Linked DNA regions of Triticum aestivum: region 2 is linked to region 1. The links are chromatin contacts, called in public Hi-C maps. All regions are on one chromosome and are shown on one strand. The core of a region is the stretch at or near the end of the contact, and the rest is flanking DNA. Distances in the headings are between cores, read along the strand shown.

The links. Hi-C and Micro-C count contacts between places; a contact is called where the count stands out from the background.
Region 2: a contact with region 1 is called in a Hi-C map of leaf, with 5 times the contacts expected there. The contact joins the promoter of LOC123168256 here to the promoter of LOC123170426 in region 1. A contact is called at or near these places in 2 of 5 Hi-C or Micro-C datasets (both in leaf).

What each region holds. Positions count from the first base shown.
Region 1 is chr7D:172,312,052-172,315,794 of IWGSC CS RefSeq v2.1, reverse strand. LOC123170426 (UDP-glycosyltransferase 90A1) reads right to left here and starts at 2,410. Exons shown (of 1, transcript XM_044588291.1): 1 at 638-2,410. The coding sequence starts at 2,137. The coding sequence ends at 722.
Region 2 is chr7D:172,925,639-172,929,353 of IWGSC CS RefSeq v2.1, reverse strand. It overlaps LOC123168256 (heat shock factor-binding protein), which reads right to left and starts at 1,415. Exons shown (of 5, transcript XM_044586130.1): 1 at 1,239-1,415; 2 at 715-768; 3 at 600-623; 4 at 477-519. The coding sequence starts at 1,274.

The DNA.
Region 1 (3,743 bases), core at 1,161-3,660:
GATAATTTTGCTAGAACCAGCGGGGAATTTTGCTGCCCCTGCCCGCCGCCGGAGTGGTGCTGGGCCGACGTGGGGGTGGTGTAAAGTTTTTGTTGCTGCAACTGGCAATCACACAAGCTACAACCGTTGATCGTTTTTGCTACAATGGCGACGGGGTGGCGGCACCGGCGAGCTATTTTTGCTGGAACCAGCACATTTTTTTGCTACTACCGGCGGACATTTTTGTTGCCATCAGTAAACCCAAAGGATACCTTGCGAGCTCGTCGTCGGGGTGCTGCGACCGGTGACCAGCGCTACTGGAGCTGTGGCCGTCCCACCGAAGCTGCCATCGCTAGTGAGGGAGCTGCAACTGCGGGCGAAAATTGTTGCATGTGTGGATCGGCGAGAAAGACATGAGACGACAGCGGCGAGGCCAGCGACAGACGGCCAGGGCGGCGAGCTATTGTCGGCGTGGGGTGGGTGCAGCCACGGCCCCATGCGTGCCTGGTGGTTGGATTTGAGACATGGAGGGGAGGAAGACGACCCGCTGTCGCGTGATCTAAGATGGGGGCGAGAAAACGACCTGCTATGACGGGATGACGGGATCAGACGGTTGGAAATAGGAGACCGGACGGTGCACGGTCCACCAGTACAAAGCTCCAAACAAACATCGACATCAATTATGAGTTTCATACTAAGCCTGGACGACTAGCCCGCATCAACCACATAGCAACGATTATATTTACTCACCATTATTGGCATGGGTCTCACTGACCTCCTGAACCATCTGCGCCAAGTTTTCAAACGAGGACCCACCTATGTCCATGGTCTTTCTAGAAGACACGGAGAGCTCACCAGCTCTAGCAGCGGCGCGTTTCCCTTCCTCTCCCAAGATCAGTTCCCTTGCCAACACCTGCACGTCTCCACTCATAACCAACCCGCTACCTGCCTTGTTGGCGTCTTCCTTCGGCCGAACTCGGAGCCCCACATGGATCACGTCCACGACGAATTTGGCATTGAGCTTCTGCTCGGCCGCCATTGGGAACGCCAGTATTGGCACGCCCATGGTGATGCTCTCCAGCACAGAGTTCCATCCGCAGTGGGTGAAAAATCCTTTCACTGATTTGTGACCCAGCACTCCGAGCTGGTTGATGAAACCTTCGACAACCTTGCCCCTGTCTCCGAACCTGTCATTGAACCGGTCATCTGGATTGAGCCATTTGGACCGGACCACCCATAGGAAGTCCACACCGGAGTTGTCCAACCCGACGGCGATCTCTTCCAGCTGTGCCCGGCTCAGCTCGGCCTGCGAGCCGAACGCGACATAGAGGACCGGCCGGTCCATGGCGAGCCTCGAGTCGAGCCACTCTGAGATCTCACGGTCGTCCTTGGTCTGGACCGCCGGTTCGGAGGCCGCGAGACAGAGCGGTCCGATCGGCCACATCTTGATGTCGAACTCCCGGTTCCACAGGTCGATGTAGATCGACTCCAGCTCGTGGAAGGAATTGACGATGATGCCCCGGCTGGAGTACATGCTGATGCGGTTCTTGCAAATTAAGTCCCAGTGCGGGCCGGAAGGCTCCGGGTCGTCGAACGGCGGGTTGAGGTCGGCCTTCGTGAGGCGGAGGTCCGGCACACCGTGGACCGGGAACGGCTCGGACGGCGAGCTCACGCGTGCGTTCGGCCTGTGTGCCGTGACTGCCCGGTTGACGTACGTGGCGAAGCCGCCGAAGCCGAGGGTGACAAGCCGCGGCATGCCGAGCTCGTCGGCGATGTCCTTGGCCCACCGGAGGAATCCGTCGTGGACGAGCAGGTCCGGCCTGGGCTCGATCTTGGCGAGCGCGTCCGCGAACGCCGGCTGGAGCGCCGCCACCGCGGTGACGAAGTCGACAAGACTGGTCGACGATGGGAGCTCGTCCGTGCTCTGCGGGGCGTCCTGCTCGGAGGGGAACGGAAGCTCGACGACCGCGGCGCCGGCGCCGGCACCAGCGAGGCCAGCGCGGATGAAGGGCGCGTTGCGCGGGGTGGTGAAGAAGGTGACGGCCGAGGCGAGGCGGCGGCCAAGAAGGAGATGCGCGAGGTGGAGGAGCGGCATGGCGTGGCCTTTCGCCATGAAGGGGAGCATGGCCACGTGACGGAGCGGCGGTGAAGCAGCCATGGATAGTGAAGTTATTGGTGTGTAGCTGTGTGTGTGCGCGTGTCTGTCTCTTGTATGGGTAGTGCAGCTGTTGGCGAAAAGCTCCTTTTTTTGAGAGAGAGAACGCCGGCTTTATAGATCAATGAACAACATTACACAGAGTTTGCCGGATGCAATCCGGAACAGAATGGAACACACAAAGACTAGAAGAGTTCATACAAGATTTAGCTAGCACATGAGCAGGAACATTTAAATGCCGACGAACATGTTTGAAGGACACTGAAGAGAAACCTTCAGACAAAGACTTGATATCAGCCACCACCACTCCAATTGAAGAACGGTCCCTCATAGGCGAAAAGCTCCTTTGGCGCACGGCATCCGGTGGTATGCTTATCGGCGTCACTCGTTTGCATGTGGATCATTCAGCATTTATTGAACAATGTATAAGAACGCTGCGTCTGTTTTTCACCAGGCAGTATTCGTCGCGTAATGCACCAACTTGGGTCCTGGATTCCTCGAGTAGGCGAAGCAGATGTCCCCCAAGCCAGCACCACGATAGGTCACAATCTGGAACTGGTTGCTTCTTGTACCATTTTTAGGCACAGGTCACGGCATGCAAATGTTTGCCTGAACGCTCGGTCACACATTTATCCGGTGGAGCAAATAAGTTTGCTGCACCTAATCAAGGTGTTAGACAATCACCCAAGGATAATCATGTTTGGCAACTTTACCTAACCAAGTTGATGTTAGAACTAATCACTGGACGGCGTGCAGGTTATAAGAGCACCCCCACTACAACAGTTTAGTTGTTAGAAAATCATCATATGGATAATCATGTAGTCACTGTACCTAATCAAGTTCGTGCAAGAACTAATGACCGGACGGTGTGCATTTTTATAAGGCTGGTCATACTGGGGAGTATCATATACTAGTATCATGTACTCCCTCCGTAAACTAATATAAGAGCGTTTAGATCACTACTACATCCATAGTGCATAATAACATAGATTAGTATCATAGGTGGTCTCATCTATTGCCATGCATGACACATAGTAGCATAACATTAATTATGTTACGGTATCTACCTATGTTACTATAATCATCTCTCTCTTCTTTAATTGACTGCCACATAAGCATGTTTGTGAGTCCCAAGTGCATGTTACTACTTATGTTACCCCCACTATGGCCAGCCTAAGAGCCCCCCATTACATGCATGCAGCGATAATCGCCTTTATTGCAAGCATGCACTTTTGCCTAGTTCCTCGCGTCCGAGATGGAACATTATTTGAGTGTGGTGGAGCCGAGGTTTGTAGAGTCGCGTGGTCCGGCTATCTTGTCGGTACCTCAAATGAGGATAGTTAGACTTGGCAGGGGGAGTGGTTTATATTCTTGATGTGTTGTTTGAGGATCCTCCACGGCAGGGACTTGCTCCCTTTTCGCTCACCTCTCCCAGGAAATGGTATGACTAGGTTTGAGGACCCAGTCCTGAGAAGGTACTTTCACCATGGCCAGGATGGCTACTCAGGTGACATGCCTTCATCGTCATGGGCTAACCCTCATCAATGTGATGGCAGTGGCTCTTGCCTGAGGAATCCAGCCACTTCAATAGCGCATCCACCCTATGTGG
Region 2 (3,715 bases), core at 166-2,665, 610 kb before region 1:
ATAATATCCAGTAAGTGCTCGACAAGTGAACATTTCAAAGGGAGGTATGGTCTGAATGCTGATAATAAAGGTCGCATTATTCAAAACTAGTGCCACTCTTATAGAAATGGTCTCATACATCAGCTCTAACAAGTTAGCAAACGATATGAGTGCTTGTTCCATACTTTTAAGAAGTTAAGGAACAATAACGAAAGAAGATTGCAGTCTGCAAGGGTTTGAAAGTTTGCACATGAGCTACCCTCCTAATTAAATTCACAAATTTTAAAGATCCTCAGTTACTACGGGAATCTGGGTCATGCATTTGCACTATAATTTTCCCTTACAAATGGACAAATCAACGATCTAGTAGCACATGAGTATATTTGTCAAATGTTCACCTGTGATTGAAAATGCGTTATCTAAAAGAACTGTGACCAGAAAACCGAATGAAGTAAAAATAAAATAAAATGCAAAAATGAACTGATTTATAAGGATATTCTTTGTAATGATGTTCTCTGACATAGTTTGGAACCTGGTTTGCTGCAAGGAAATCAGATTCAGTAAGAGAAAAGTAGGTGGACTCACACGCGCAGTGCACTGCAAACAAAAGAAAGCCTTACCATCTGAACTAGAAGATTTTGCACCTGCAAGCAGTAGGCAAAGGCAAAAGATGAGCGAGAATTACGCCTCAAATTTACAATCTATATAAACTCAAAAGGAAGATAAAATACATACAAAAGCAGTCATATCAGCTGTGCTCTGGGCCGAGCCATCCGAATCCTGTTCCGCCTGCAATTGACAAAGCACATATTGAATGAGCAAACTCGCTAAAACCCTGTTTGAGCCTATAGCCATGAAATGGACCAGAGGAATACTGCCGCATGCATCAAAATTTAGAGGCGTTCGATCTAGGGATTATAACTGTCCTGCATGTCGCCGTGCAAATTTGAACCTTATTCAACGAGATAACTACGGCGGGCCGTTTCACCTGTTGACCCAAAGTTACCTATTTTTCCCAAACGGAGGCTATACGCCTATACCCAAGGAAGCGGAAGCTAAGGCCAGCAAAATTGCAAGCGCTAGAGAAATCATGCAGTTCGAAGCAGGGAAATTCCCGGAAGAACCGGTGGAGATGACAGACACCAGTCTCTTCTTCGGGCGATCCACAGGAACCCGACCCGGCTCGCCGCTAAATCCTCAAACGGCGCTCGTGGGCTCGAGGGTCGTGGGTGAGAGGGGAAGAAGGGGGAGTCGCTGACCTTGATGGGGATGCCGCCGGAGTTGGAAGACGCCATGGTCGACGGCGGCAGGAAGCGCCGGAACAGATCCACTCGTCGTCAGTCGGGGTTGGGGATTTGGGGATTCTCGGTAAGAATGAATGAATGTGGGGATTGCGGCGAAGAGCGAGGTAGTGGACCTGCTCGGTTGATCGAGAAGGCTTCGGCTCGCGGCCGGCCTGCAAAGGTTGGGTGAGGCTTAATTAGGTCGTTTCGGGCTTAGCTCTGGCTTCAGCCCACGGCCCACCTGCGAGGTATTCAAACGGGTTACAATCGGCCAATACAAAAGATCGGAGATGAAGACCAGCCCATGTTGCAACCAACAAAGGGGTTACAATCGGCCAATACAAGATCGGCCCACGTTGCAACCAATAATGGTGTTGCGGTCTCTGTGAACATAATTAGTCAGACAGTGTACTACAGTCTGTGCGAGCATAATTAGTCACCCTATTTTGATGGATATTCCTATTTGACGCTGGCGAGCGTCAGAACAACGTGACTTTGCTGAAGCTCGGCCTCCCGACGCCTCAGTTTGGGCTGGCCCAAGGTCACCCTGTTGTTTCTTCTCTTTTTTGTTTATGTTTCTATTTCTTTCTTCTTTTCCTTTTTTCTGTTTATGTTTCTCTTTCTTTTCTATTTTTCTTTTTTGTTTTCTTTTTGTGCATTATACAAGTTTCATTCCTGTTTTATCAACAAAAATGTTTATTTAAGGAAATGTTCATCCTATATTAAGAAAATGTTCAACATATTTCAAAAATGTTAAAAATTGTTCCGCATGTATCACATAAATGTTCAATGTGTATTTAAATATTTGTTCAGTGTATGTCCCAAATTTTTTAAATGTGCATTAAATATTTGTTCAACGTATATTGCAAAAATGTTTCGTGTTTATGTAAAAAAAATTAATGTATCTTACAAAAATCTTCAGTGCATATTTTTGAAAGTGTTCATCATTTGGCATTTTAGAATTTTTGTTCATGTTTTCAATAATTATTCATGTTTTAAAAGTTTGTTCACGATTTTAAAACATTATTCTAACTTTTTAAAGAAAAAATTTCACATTTTTTTCAAAGAAATGTTGATTTTTCTTGTTTTTAAAAACGGGTCTACCATTGTACATAGTATTTTAAATGTAGCGTTGCAATTTGGCCATACTCGATGGCTAGCAACGCTGCTATCTAGCGTGAGATCATGAGTTCGGCTCCGTTGCCTGTAGTTTTATTTTTTCTGTCATTTTCCATCTGACGTGTGGGAATGGGCCGGCCCGTTTTGGGCGATGCTTAAGTGAAAGCTCACCTATTGGATGCATGCGGGCATCCGATAAGAGCCCTCTATTTTGATCTCTTCCTAGCTTCATAGGTTTAAACTCCCTAACAGCTAAAAAGTTCGTAGTATCATTAACTAAACTACCAAATTGTGATTTGACGAGCGGAGTGTCTGACAAAGAGACAAAGCTACCATAGAATCAGATTGAACCATAATCGGCATACTAGACCATTGGGATGAATCCGCTGTCCAGAAAATTATGCACAATCACGCGAGGGCAAAGTTGACGTTGAAACCCCGAGCTTCATGGACGAAGTTTCCCATGATCTCGGTTGAGATCGAAGTTGATGTTGATGAAGACGCCCATCGATCCGCGATGTGATCAACTAGCATGACCTGTATGGGCCACCACTGACGGAGCCAAATCCGGCCGATCTCAAGGTAGGGATCCTAAGCTAGATGTCTTGGAACGAGGATATCAAAGACATGGAGATTTTATCCAGGTTTGGGCTCCCTCGAAGAGATAATATCATACATCATGCTTGTGTTGATTGTATTGGGGTATAGTACAGAGTACATGTGTCTACCACGAGATTGTGGTGTAAGATTCTAATGATCCATGGACTAGCCTAGCTTCAGTTTATGTAATGTGCCGGAGGCCTAGGATAACAGGAGTCTACTCGTCTACGTCAGCGGAGAGGAGTTCTTGTCTTGTATGCCAAGTCTTGTGGATCTTTTTTGTATGCATCATGGGCTGCCCGAATGGCCCAGGACGGAACCAACAAAGGGGGTCCTCGGCCCGGCCCACCTAGCCAGAGTCGACATGGTAAGTACCCCCTGGTCTAGGACACCGTCACCTTGGCTCTTGTGCGGACATTGGTCTCATCGATCTCTGAGCTTCTTCTTTTATATGTCAAAGTAGGCCTTCATTTGCTCCTATTTCTCTTGGCGCTTTCTCTCTTCCCACTCTTCTTTCTGGGTCATGAACCCCTTCAAAGTTTCTTGCCAGGCGATTGCAAAGCATCATGTTTTTCGTCCACCTTGGAATTGGTTTCCCCCCTTAGCCTCTTCTTAGTGACACTTGGGTCGGCCGCCGATGAAGGCCCCCACCTATTTTTTGGGTGGCATATCGTTCCTTGAACTTGGGCAATCCTTGATCTTCCTTCAACAATGACTCAACGTGAATGGCTTGC